Regions from separate parts of the Sus scrofa genome. Here all the other regions are linked to region 3. A link is a contact called in public Hi-C data. All regions are on one chromosome and are shown on one strand. The core of a region is the stretch at or near the end of the contact, and the rest is flanking DNA. Distances in the headings are between cores, read along the strand shown.

What was found. A called contact is a pair of places that touch in the nucleus more often than the background predicts.
Region 1: a Hi-C map of skeletal muscle shows a contact between it and region 3, with 6 times the contacts expected there. A contact is called at or near these places in 14 of 47 Hi-C or Micro-C datasets (adipose tissue, embryonic fibroblasts, fetal heart ventricle and 7 more) and 1 of 2 datasets of targeted methods (skeletal muscle).
Region 2: a contact with region 3 is called in a Hi-C map of skeletal muscle, with 3 times the contacts expected there. A contact is called at or near these places in 3 of 47 Hi-C or Micro-C datasets (psoas muscle and skeletal muscle) and 1 of 2 datasets of targeted methods (skeletal muscle).

The regions. Positions count from the first base shown.
Region 1 is chr5:32,275,891-32,279,134 of Sscrofa11.1, reverse strand. All of the region lies in intron 2 of LOC102166619 (a long non-coding RNA gene), which reads left to right. Among named protein-coding and RNA genes, the nearest start is that of IFNG, 210 kb to the left of the region's middle.
Region 2 is chr5:32,132,309-32,135,961 of Sscrofa11.1, reverse strand. No RefSeq gene overlaps it. Among named protein-coding and RNA genes, the nearest start is that of DYRK2, 87 kb to the right of the region's middle.
Region 3 is chr5:31,871,249-31,874,767 of Sscrofa11.1, reverse strand. No RefSeq gene overlaps it. Among named protein-coding and RNA genes, the nearest start is that of DYRK2, 170 kb to the left of the region's middle.

The DNA of each region.
Region 1 (3,244 bases), core at 540-3,039, 400 kb before region 3:
GGGTCTAAATAAAATCCTGTAGATTATCTGTAAAAGCTATTTTAAAATGGCACAGTTTGTCTCTGGACTATGAATTGGAAAATTCATAAATTAACAAACGTATGTGGACGGGCTTAGTCTTTATTGGGGGAAGTGAATAAATCCTTTATAGCTTACATGTGCCTCCTTTTCCCTCTCCTATTAAATTGGTCATCTTGCTGCCTGCATTTTCAGGAGCATAACTGGATTTTATGTGATCTAAATATACTGGCTAGGCTGTTAGCATCTGTTTAGGCAACTCTAATCCCGAATCCTTCATTGGCTCATATATTTTATTGTTAAACTTTTACTCTTTTTGAGGGTGCTGACCCTGACCACCTATGAAGCAAGCTCAGTAAATGTAATACCTGTCCTTAGGAATAGCTTTGGGAGAACTATTCATCCTTCAATACTTGGATCAGATGTTTTCCAGTCTGTCACACCTGATCCCCAGGCAGCTCTTCCCTTTTATTCATTCCCATAGCACAGCTCTATATGTTCCAGAGAGTATTTCTCACCTTCCCTGGTAATTAACTGTTCATGTATAGGTCTTTTCCAGAGATGATGGGTTCCCTAAGGACAGGGACCAGTTTATGGAAGCCACCACAAAACTCAGCACTGTTGCTACTGTTGCTGCTTTGCTTCTGGTTCATCTACTAATATACGTGCATGACAAGTCAGTGGGCAATTACTGATTCCTTTCAGCACTTCCCTAAAATCTTCTCTCATGTCATTTCAGCAGGAGGGAAACTGTGCGCAGTCTGCCTTTTATGATCCTGTGTGCTTAGGAAGAATAATTAAGGGCTCACTAAATTGATGTGGAAAGAGGTTTTTGTTTTGTTTGAGTGGTGTCTTTAAATATTTGTAAAAGGAGTTGCTTATTATTCATCCATTGCCAGCCCATTTAAAAGAAGTCACACAGCAGAGAAGAGGGGATTATATTCAATAAGAGATGCTAAATCAATGTTTAATTTAAGGGGAAGTTTGTGAGCAAATTGCTTCATTTTTCCTTCCTAAGAGAAAACGTGAGATTAGGAAACATTTTTTTTCTGAAAGAGGTTAATGGACTTGCAAATTCAAACAGTTATTTCAAAGTGTTGCCAGTAGTTATGTCTAAATTTTTTACATATTCTTAATTTTATAAAATAAGTGTAAGTTCATTTAAGAAATTTATAGTGAAATTCAGCATGCATTTACTTAAGGCTTACTATGTAGCTGGTACTATGTTGAAGGGGGGAGCAGATCGCATGACTAATGTTTCCCCCTCCAGAAACCATGTAGGCAGTGAATGGAAATACAATTTGCTAAGAGCCAGAAACCACAAGATTTGATTAATCCCACAAAAGGGGCTGAGATAGTCAGGGAGACTTCCCCGAGAGGCATGACATTTGAACTGGAATTTTACCGTCTGTGAAATCAGCAAGCTTTACGGTTTCTACCTCATGGCTTAGCTACATTGAAGCACTAAGAGATTTAGGCAATACTTACATAGAGTTTTTAGAATTGCAATTTTATTAACGGATCGAATATATCTTTTAATCTACTTTAAAGATAAAATTATTAGAGTAAATCAAAACGACTATTTTCTGTCATTATATTGACATCGCCCTAACCTATTGGGTTTCAGGCTTTGGTGAACTTCCAGATTATCAGCAAGGTTGTTAAAATGCAGATTCCTCCCCAAACTTGCTGCATCCCAGTGTCCTAGTATAGGAAGGCAATGTGCTTTTAATTGGGCTTCCACATGATTCTGGTTTAAGTACCATTACGTAAGCAGTTTGAGACGTCAGAGGTAAAACTTGACCTTGCAGGACCTTCTGTGGTTACTAATATTATCTTCTGATCTGACAAATGTTCCTCTTAAGGGGAGATGAGGAAACTTAACATTAGGCACTCTTTTTGTTTTAGGGATGCATATAGACGCTTTTTTTTTTCCTTCCCTAAAATTAGTATAGCACCAAACTTCCATTTTAGAGGTGAGAAAACTTAAGGTTTAGAGATATTAAGAGATCTGGCCATGGACACATTATCTAAGAAGTGGTGAAACCAGTAATGAATTTGCTGGCCCCTGCCTGTTGTCCACTTGCATGTATCCAGTTTATCTCTTTTATTGGGGAGATCAATGTTTAAAACTTTTTTCTACAATATAACTAAGTCATTTCCATTAAGAATAAAAAAAACCGCTATGGTGATTTTTCTCGATCCTGTGTTCTAACCTGGCTGAGGACACCTCAATTTCCAGAGAAGAAGAGAGCCAGTTTCTTGTTCACCTTCATCCAGTCCTCAGGCCTTTTGCTGTCCTTCCTGAGTCAGAGAGCAAACGTGGACAGATTTAAATCCATTGTGAACAGATCTAAACCCTAGCACTCACCATGCCTTGTAGTGTGTTCCCTGGGGCAAGCATTTTAGAGGTGAGGCATCCTTGCAAGTAATCCATTTGCTGATAGAATCCATCAGTTCTGTTTCTACAGACCACTCCTTTTGCAAATAGACAATTGGGATTTAGCCAAATGCAAAGAGGAAAACTTCTGATGTACTTGATCCATTACTTTGGCTAGTCAGTTTATGCCTGAGGATGACCTTGGGTGTAACCAGGATGAAGGTTGGGAGCACAGTTCTTGCAGATCTCTAGAGAGTTAGGAGAACACCAGGGCCTGAGATTGGTCAGCCTTGTTGAACCCTGAGATGACCCAAGGAACTAAAGGAATAGAATTTCTTTTTTTTTTTTTAACTTTTTTTTTTGCTTTTTTTTGTCTTTTTAGGGCCACACCCATGGCACATGGAGGTTCCCAGGCTAGGGGTCTAATCTGCGCTGTAGCCGCCGGCCTACACCACGGCCACAGCAATGTGGTATCCAAGCCTCGTCTGCGACCTACACCATAGCTCATGGCAATGCCAGATCCTTAACCCACTGAGCGAGGCCAGGGATCAACCCTGCAACCTCATGGATTTGTTTCTGCTGCGCCACGACAGGAACTCCAATTTTTTTTTTTTTTTTGTCTTTTCTAGGGCCGCACCCATGGCAAATGGAGGTTCCCAGGGTAGGGGTCCAATCAGAGCTGTAGCCGCTGGCCTACACCACAGCCACAGCAACTTGGGATCCTAGCTCACGGCAACATCGGATCCTTAACCCACAGAGGGGGCCAGGGATTGAAGCCGCAACCTTATGGTTCCTAGTCGGATTCGTTAACCACTGAGCCATGACAGAAATTGGCACAGGATTTCC
Region 2 (3,653 bases), core at 97-2,596, 260 kb before region 3:
GTCATTTGAAACTTCACAGAATCGAAATTGTTGCATCAATCCTCATTTCAGGTTTTATAATCCAGCTAAGACTGCAAATTCCTTGAGGTCAAAACTGCGTTTTCAACTTCTCTATGTTTTTCAAAGTGCCTAACATAGGAATTAGCACAAAAACCAGGCAATTTAAAAATATGTATTAGCAAATCTAAACATGGCGAGGTAAATTACTAATTATCAAGTGAGCTAAAAAAAAAAAAAGGAAAATGAGCCTTCCAAAACAAAAATGGATGAGGGTGTGTCTTCCCCATCTCCAAGAATGTGGGTCATCTTAAAAGGCCAATTTTCAGTGTATCTCAAGTTCTAAAGGAAAGAGCCTAGGTTAATTAACTTTCTGAGATAGCTGCGTTGTGAATGAAGGGGGTTGGAAGCCTCCAGCAACTTCCCGAATGTCAGCAGGAAGGGATCCCAGCTAAGCTCCAGTGTAAATCAAGCTGGGTTCCCCTAAGCCCCAGATGCTCACGACTTCAGAGGCGCATCCTTTCATCTTTTCATTCTTTCCTGAGGGCTTATAACTTCTGCAGTGGCCGGAGGGCAGGAGTCACAGAAGCTCAGCCCTGGTGCCCATGAGAGCAGAAGAGGGGCTGTGTACCATCCTGAGCGAGAAAGATAAGCAGCAAAATCCTTTAAGCAAGGACCCGGGGGGCAGAAATACCAGGAACCGAGGTCCTGGAATGTTTAGAGATTCCAATCTGCAAAGAGAGAGGAGCCTTCTCACAGCACCGCCCAAAAGAAAGCCAAATAAAGGGGCCATGCTGCTTTCCTCCACCTGCACTCCGTCGTCTACACTGAGTCCTTCTGCGCAGCATCTCCGCCTCCTACGTGCACGTGCACTTACAACTGTCCTGACTGCGCGCCATGCCCTCTCTTCTTCACCAAAGCGCACAGCCGTGATTCTTCTCGACGTGCGGGAGGCCAGGCCATCTCCTCTCCCGGGGGCAGCTGCACACAGGACAGTATAAACCGAGGACAGTAACACTAATACTTTCAAGTGAATAAAATGCCCCTGTTCTTGGTCCTCTTTTAATTCAGCAGTGTCTATCACTTAGATTTTGTCCTTTCTCCTTCATACACACAAATAGAAGGTGTCATCCTTTAAGACATCTTTTCTGGGCAGAAGAGGACTCTTCTCCCAGCGTTTGGCACCATTTCTGCCTCCAGCCTGGGGCCGAAGGCAGCGCCCAGCCTCTGTGTGGCATTTCCCTCCCAGATGCGGGTCTTGCCAGCAGTGCACACCTGTGCTCAGGGCCTGGGAGGGCAGGGCCGCCCTCCCAAGTGTTCCTGTAGTAGAGCACACTTTCCTCTCCACGATGCCAAAACCTGCACAGAGCTCCAGTTTCTCCCACTGTAACGCGATATGCTGCCAACAGGGATCTGGTGCTGTGTCTGCGGTTTTGAAAATGAAAATACCTGCTTCTGAGTCTAGTGAGCAGCTGTTGGTAACCTTTTCTCCTACCCACATGCCAGCATGAAACCCCCACGGTAGCCTTTGGGTCCCCTGGACTTTCGCAACAGAGTAGCCACCAGCTCCCCCCCTGGAATCTTTTGAATGGCCAAGAGCCATTGTCAGGAGCTGTTCATCACTACAAGCATAGTCCACTTTTTTTAAGGGCTGCTCGTTGCATATCGCTCCCAGGCTTTCATGGTGAGGACCAGGAGAGAGGAAGAGAGGATCAGAAATTAAAATATGAAAACTTTGCAAACCTGTAGAGTTCATTACAGCCTTCAGAATGTAACTGGGTAGACTGAAAAAAAATAATGTTCGTGTTATCAAAGAAAGCAAATGGAAGAAATAAGATCAGATTTGTTGAATATTTCTGGATGACAGTGACAATACCAGGAGGGGAAGAACCCTATTTAAGGAGTAATACCTGTGGGAATCTAAAAACATCTGAGGATGTGTGATATTTAATAACACTATCTCTGGAAGAAATGAGATGCTAAGAAATACAGTAATGATATTGGTTGAATATTAATAAAGCAGGTGTCAAAACAGAAATAATTCCATTCTGGGTCGTCAGCATCTTAACAATCGGAACTGGAGAAGACATTTTTATTACTTCAAGGCTGACATAAGATATAAGCCCTTGGTTGGTCAGCCAGTTTCCTCTACGTATCATTCATCATTTCTTTGTTACCAAGAAAATTATAAAAATGGGAGTTTGCTCTGCCACAAAACAAGCAGGGATTCCAATATCTTTTGTTACTGGAGAAGAGATATAAATCTAGATTGGATGGGACAGTGATGGGAGAGAGAAGAGGCTAATCTTGCCAACCCCTGATGAGTAGCCAAATAGTTAGATGTATAACATAAAGAAGCCATGAAGCACTCAGATGTGATTCGGCCAGCCTGGTGCAGAGGGGGCCGTGGCAGGAATCTAGAAATCAGGTAACGATCCAGTCTTATAGGAAGTGGTATCACATTTCTAGGCATGTAGAGTAAAATTAACATCCAGAATCTAAAGGTGTTACTGTTAATTGTAATAACACACCTGCCAGTCTCTAGTTAAGACTTGATATGTATTATTTCCTCTGAAAAGAAAAGGAGAAGTATGAGGACAGAGAATGATAAAAGAGTGAAAAGCAAGCACAAAAGCATTCATTACTCTTTCAAGCATTTATTGAGCAACTACTATATGAGGGATGAAATATGCATAACATTATTCCTTCATTAAGGAAATAAAGCATTGCAGAGGGAAAATTAACTGAAAGAGAAGGAGTGTAGGAAAAGAAAGATAATAGAAAGAGGGAAGAAGATATATTTGAGAAAACTGTGTCAAGATGTCCAGATGACTGATAAGGGTTCCAGTGTGTTCTCACAGAGGCTGCCTGAGCAGCCTATCTTTAAGTGCAAGGCAATGCCTCACAATGAGTTGACTGCCTTTTTTTTTTTAAGTTAATTCTGCCAAAAAATTAAAAATTTTTAGGAAAACAAATGAGCAGTAACTAAATGTCTTAGAAGATTGCCGTTCTCGAAATGGGCAGCTAAGAGCAATAATGACACTGCAACAAAATATTTATGGTGCATCTCTGAAGCAAATATGATGGACCAGGCCCTCACACACCTTGAAAATAAACCTAAAACTTGAGAGGAGGCAATTTTTCAAGCATTCCTGCACCCTATTCCGTCGTCATCTCATTGGCAGAGAATTGTGAACAAATTGTTTTCAGTGAAGGAAGAGGAGAAAAAAAATGGAAAATTAGAAGCCGAATTCAGAGGCAGGCTTAGCATCTGGGAGGCAAGCTTCAGAAACTCTGAAATATTAATATTCTTCTGGCATATTGAGCTCATTATTGCCTCCTGCCCCTGCCTCCTCCCCACCCACAGTGTCCCATCAGCTTAACTGCAGCCCCACAGCCTCCCTCAGCCCTTAGGAGAGGACAATCCGAGGCATGGAGCTTCACCTTCTAAATATTCTCTCTTCTGCTGATTTTTGTATTAGCCCATCCATTCTGCATCCATTCATTCATTCTTCAATAAACATCTACTGAGTTTCTATAATGGGCCTACAATATGACAAGGACTGAGCCAGGTGTGGGGCCCTCAGAGAATCTGTTATCTCCTCCAACTTCATGGGAAGAAAATTTATTTTATCTTCCCAGTAATCAAGATTTTG
Region 3 (3,519 bases), core at 523-3,022:
CTCCTTAGACAATGAGCTACTTAAGGACAAGAGCCATGTCACACCCATCTTTGTATATTCAATGACTAGCATATAATAGGAGCTCCATAGATAACTGTTGAATAAATGAGTGAGTAAGATCTTCATGTGGTATGTTGAGAACACAGAGGAGATGTGCTAAGAAACTTCCTGTAAGAGGTGACTGCTAAATGAAGTCATAAATGATAAGTTCAAGTTATCCGGATCTGGGCTGGTTAGAAGGCAGAAGCAGAGTCATCTATGCTATAAAACCCCCAGTGCAATGGTGTTGATAGAGTGTGAGGTAGGGTATGAGGAGAGGACAGGCCGGTGCAGCTGGAGCACGGGAATGGGGGGATGGGTTCCAATAAACCCGACTCAAACTCTATTTTCCCCTCTGTTCCCATCTAAATGAACAAACACACAGATTGGAGGGTCCCAGGAGCTGATCTCCAGGCATTACACACTTATTTGCAGTCTCCAAGACACAAACTGCACTGAAAACCCTCTCTGACCTAAGGACCATTTCCTACTCTGCCCTGTGAGGTTCAATGCATGGGAGGAAGAGGGGAGCTCCAGAGGGGAGCCTCCAGATCACCTGCTTAATACTCTGCCCCAGACTTCAAATTATGGGTAAAACACTTGTGAAATGTCATGGGCCCACCTTTCCTCTGCTCAGCCTCTTCCCCGAATCCAGCTCTTCTTCTTCAACCTGGAAAGGCCTGGGAAGAGGACACTGTCTGATTTCTCCTTCTTCCATTGTGTTTTTAATATTAATTCCAGTGATTTACAATCCATCATTTACGTTCAGTGCAACCAATATCCCTTTTAAGATAATCCCAAGCCTTTAGAAAACCCACTTCTGTTTTAAGCAGATCAGCCAATAGGATTCATTCATTCATTCAACAACCATTTAACTAGTAGTTGTATTGGGCATGACTCTGGAGTCTGGAGACTCAAAGATGAAGAGATGTGGTCCCTACTCCTTTGCTGCTCACAGTCTAGTGGAAGAAGCTCTAGGACATGGAAATCTCTTAGGTGAGGGCAGTGATGAAGCCACTGTGGACCTTCTTGAAATGTAGTCACCTGCAGGCTTACAACTGTACAATCTTGGGCCCCTCTTCCTGATCTATGAAATCAAAACTTAGGAGGCAGAGCCAGGAATCTGGGCCCTGCCTTCCTCTCCACAATGCCCCTCTTCTGCTTAGGGAACTACTTGGAGTCACAGGAAACATCAGTCCATTCCAATATGAAGTGAAATACTATTTTATCATGTAATGGCCCCACCAGACACTTCTCCTTAAAATCACAGAGATGGATGGTTTCACGAAGATGGGCGTGGCATGGACTAGACTGCCCAGAATCATTTCAGTGTCAGCATATAAGGAATCAAAGAGATCATGTCCTCTCTCTCTCCATCCTGCTCTCTACCCTTGGAGGAAAAAAAAAAAAAAAAAAGAATCATAGCAGCTTGGCTGTTCAGCTAAGAAGCAGGAGCCCCAGAGTTATTTCAGTGCGTGAGAATGGAAATGGGATAAACTGAAACAATAAAAACTTGAATGTTTAAGAAAGTCAAGGCAAGGAGGAGAGATCACCATCCGGGCATGTGAGTTCTGCAACCCTGCCGTAGTTCTAAACCAATTCAAGCACATTGCTTGCTTTCTGAAGTCCTAGCAAAATGGATCTTGCCACCAGCAGCCGTTTCAGAGCTCCTGGCCGCCTTTTTTTGGCTTATTGCCACATGTCATTAGTGACCTATTTTCACTGCAGCAAGAACAGCCATGTCTGCAGGCCCCTGAATCAGCAGTTTCTCCTCCGCTCACTAACTCCAGGCTGGCAAAGCTGATACCAGTGTCATCGAAAGTGCCACCCCCACACTCTCCCCAGAGGTGGGGAGGGCACCATTGTGTTACAATGTCCGCTCTGACCCCAGGCTGTCCTGAGAGTCCAGCTGTCAGGTCTCCTCGGAATAAGCAGCTGAACTTGGAATTATCTTGGCCTAATAATTAATCAGGACTAAAAATAGCTCCAAACTGCCTGGGCTTTGCTTAATTCCTACCCAGGTGGGAAAGGTAGTTTTTAAAAACTAATTGCAAAACCCTATTTTGTAAGGCTTTGCACTGAAATATAATTATCTAACACACCAGCTTGAAAGACAATTCACAGTTAATCTGGTGCTCTAAAATAAATAGGTAATGCTGTCTTTTGCATTGCACATTGATCTGAAATCATCAATTCTTGGTGGATATTAAATGACGCCGGGAATTTTACTCAGAATCTTCTAAGAATATCCTCAAATTCACGGAAAGAAAATAGCCATTGGCTTAAAGAGCTGCAAAAGATAGCCCGTTGCCAGGCAGATTAGACAATGAGTCAAGTTCCACAAGAGGGCGCTCTCTCCACTCGTCCTTCTAGTCAAAGAAACCAGTTCTGCATTTCTCCGCGCTTAGGCGGCTCTTGGCTTTGCCCTCTGCAAACAGCGTGCTCCTAAGAGCAAATGCTTGGTGTCCCTGATGAATGGTGCTTCCGTGATCGCTTTCTGGCTGAGATCATCAGGCAAATGTAATCTCTGCGATATCCGACAAGCAACTTCAAAATGAAAGGAAATCAAGCAAAACATTCAAAATAAAAGGGAAAATATAAACAGGACTAGATTGACTTCTCATAGTCACCTACACTTGTGCGCTCATTTTTGTGATATTCTAATGAGCATATGACATGAAAGTACACTTATCACAGTGATCCATGTCTGGCCCAAAGTCAGAAAGAGGCACCAACCCAGTATTGACAGTCGGGGCGGGGCGCGGGTGGAGGGTGGGGGGGCAGGTGTATTTCAGGAGGCTCCTCACCCTCCTGTCTCTCCTCCCTCCCTGTGCAGCCTCACCTCCCACCCAAGCAGCCCCCTGGGCTGGTCCCAAGGGCCAGTACTTCCTGCTGGATCCCTGGCCTCCATTCATATCCCCTTTTCTCTCTGTTGCTTGTCTTACCTCCTCCAAGACATTCAGGGAGGACTAGCTGGTGAATGAAAGAATAGAATTCGCTCCTTCTGGAGACAAGAATTAGAACAAGGAAGGCAGAATGCATGTACGAATGACTTGGATTCAGCAGAAAACAATGAACAGGCAGCTGGGCTTTGAGAACAAAAAACCTCTACTTCCATCCCTCACACACCCCCCACCCTCCCCACCTATCTGAATTCAGAGACCAAGACTCCACTATGTACCAGCAGCATAAATTACAAGTCGCTTCTCTCCTCTGTGTTCAGCCATAGCATCTGAAAAAAAATGATAATAAAAATATCAGTTCTACTCCATAGGTTATTCTGGGGCTAAAATAAAATAATGTATGTGAGACCCTTTGTGGGTCATAAGAAGCTGTAGCAACCTCGTGAATAGCCGTCCCTGGAGCTGCTCAATCATTCATAGATTGACAGGGATGGACAAGACAGGAAGGAAAGTTGAATTCGGTTCTATTATGATTAACTTATGAGTTAACTTATCTCAGCAAACGAAGAGCACTGAG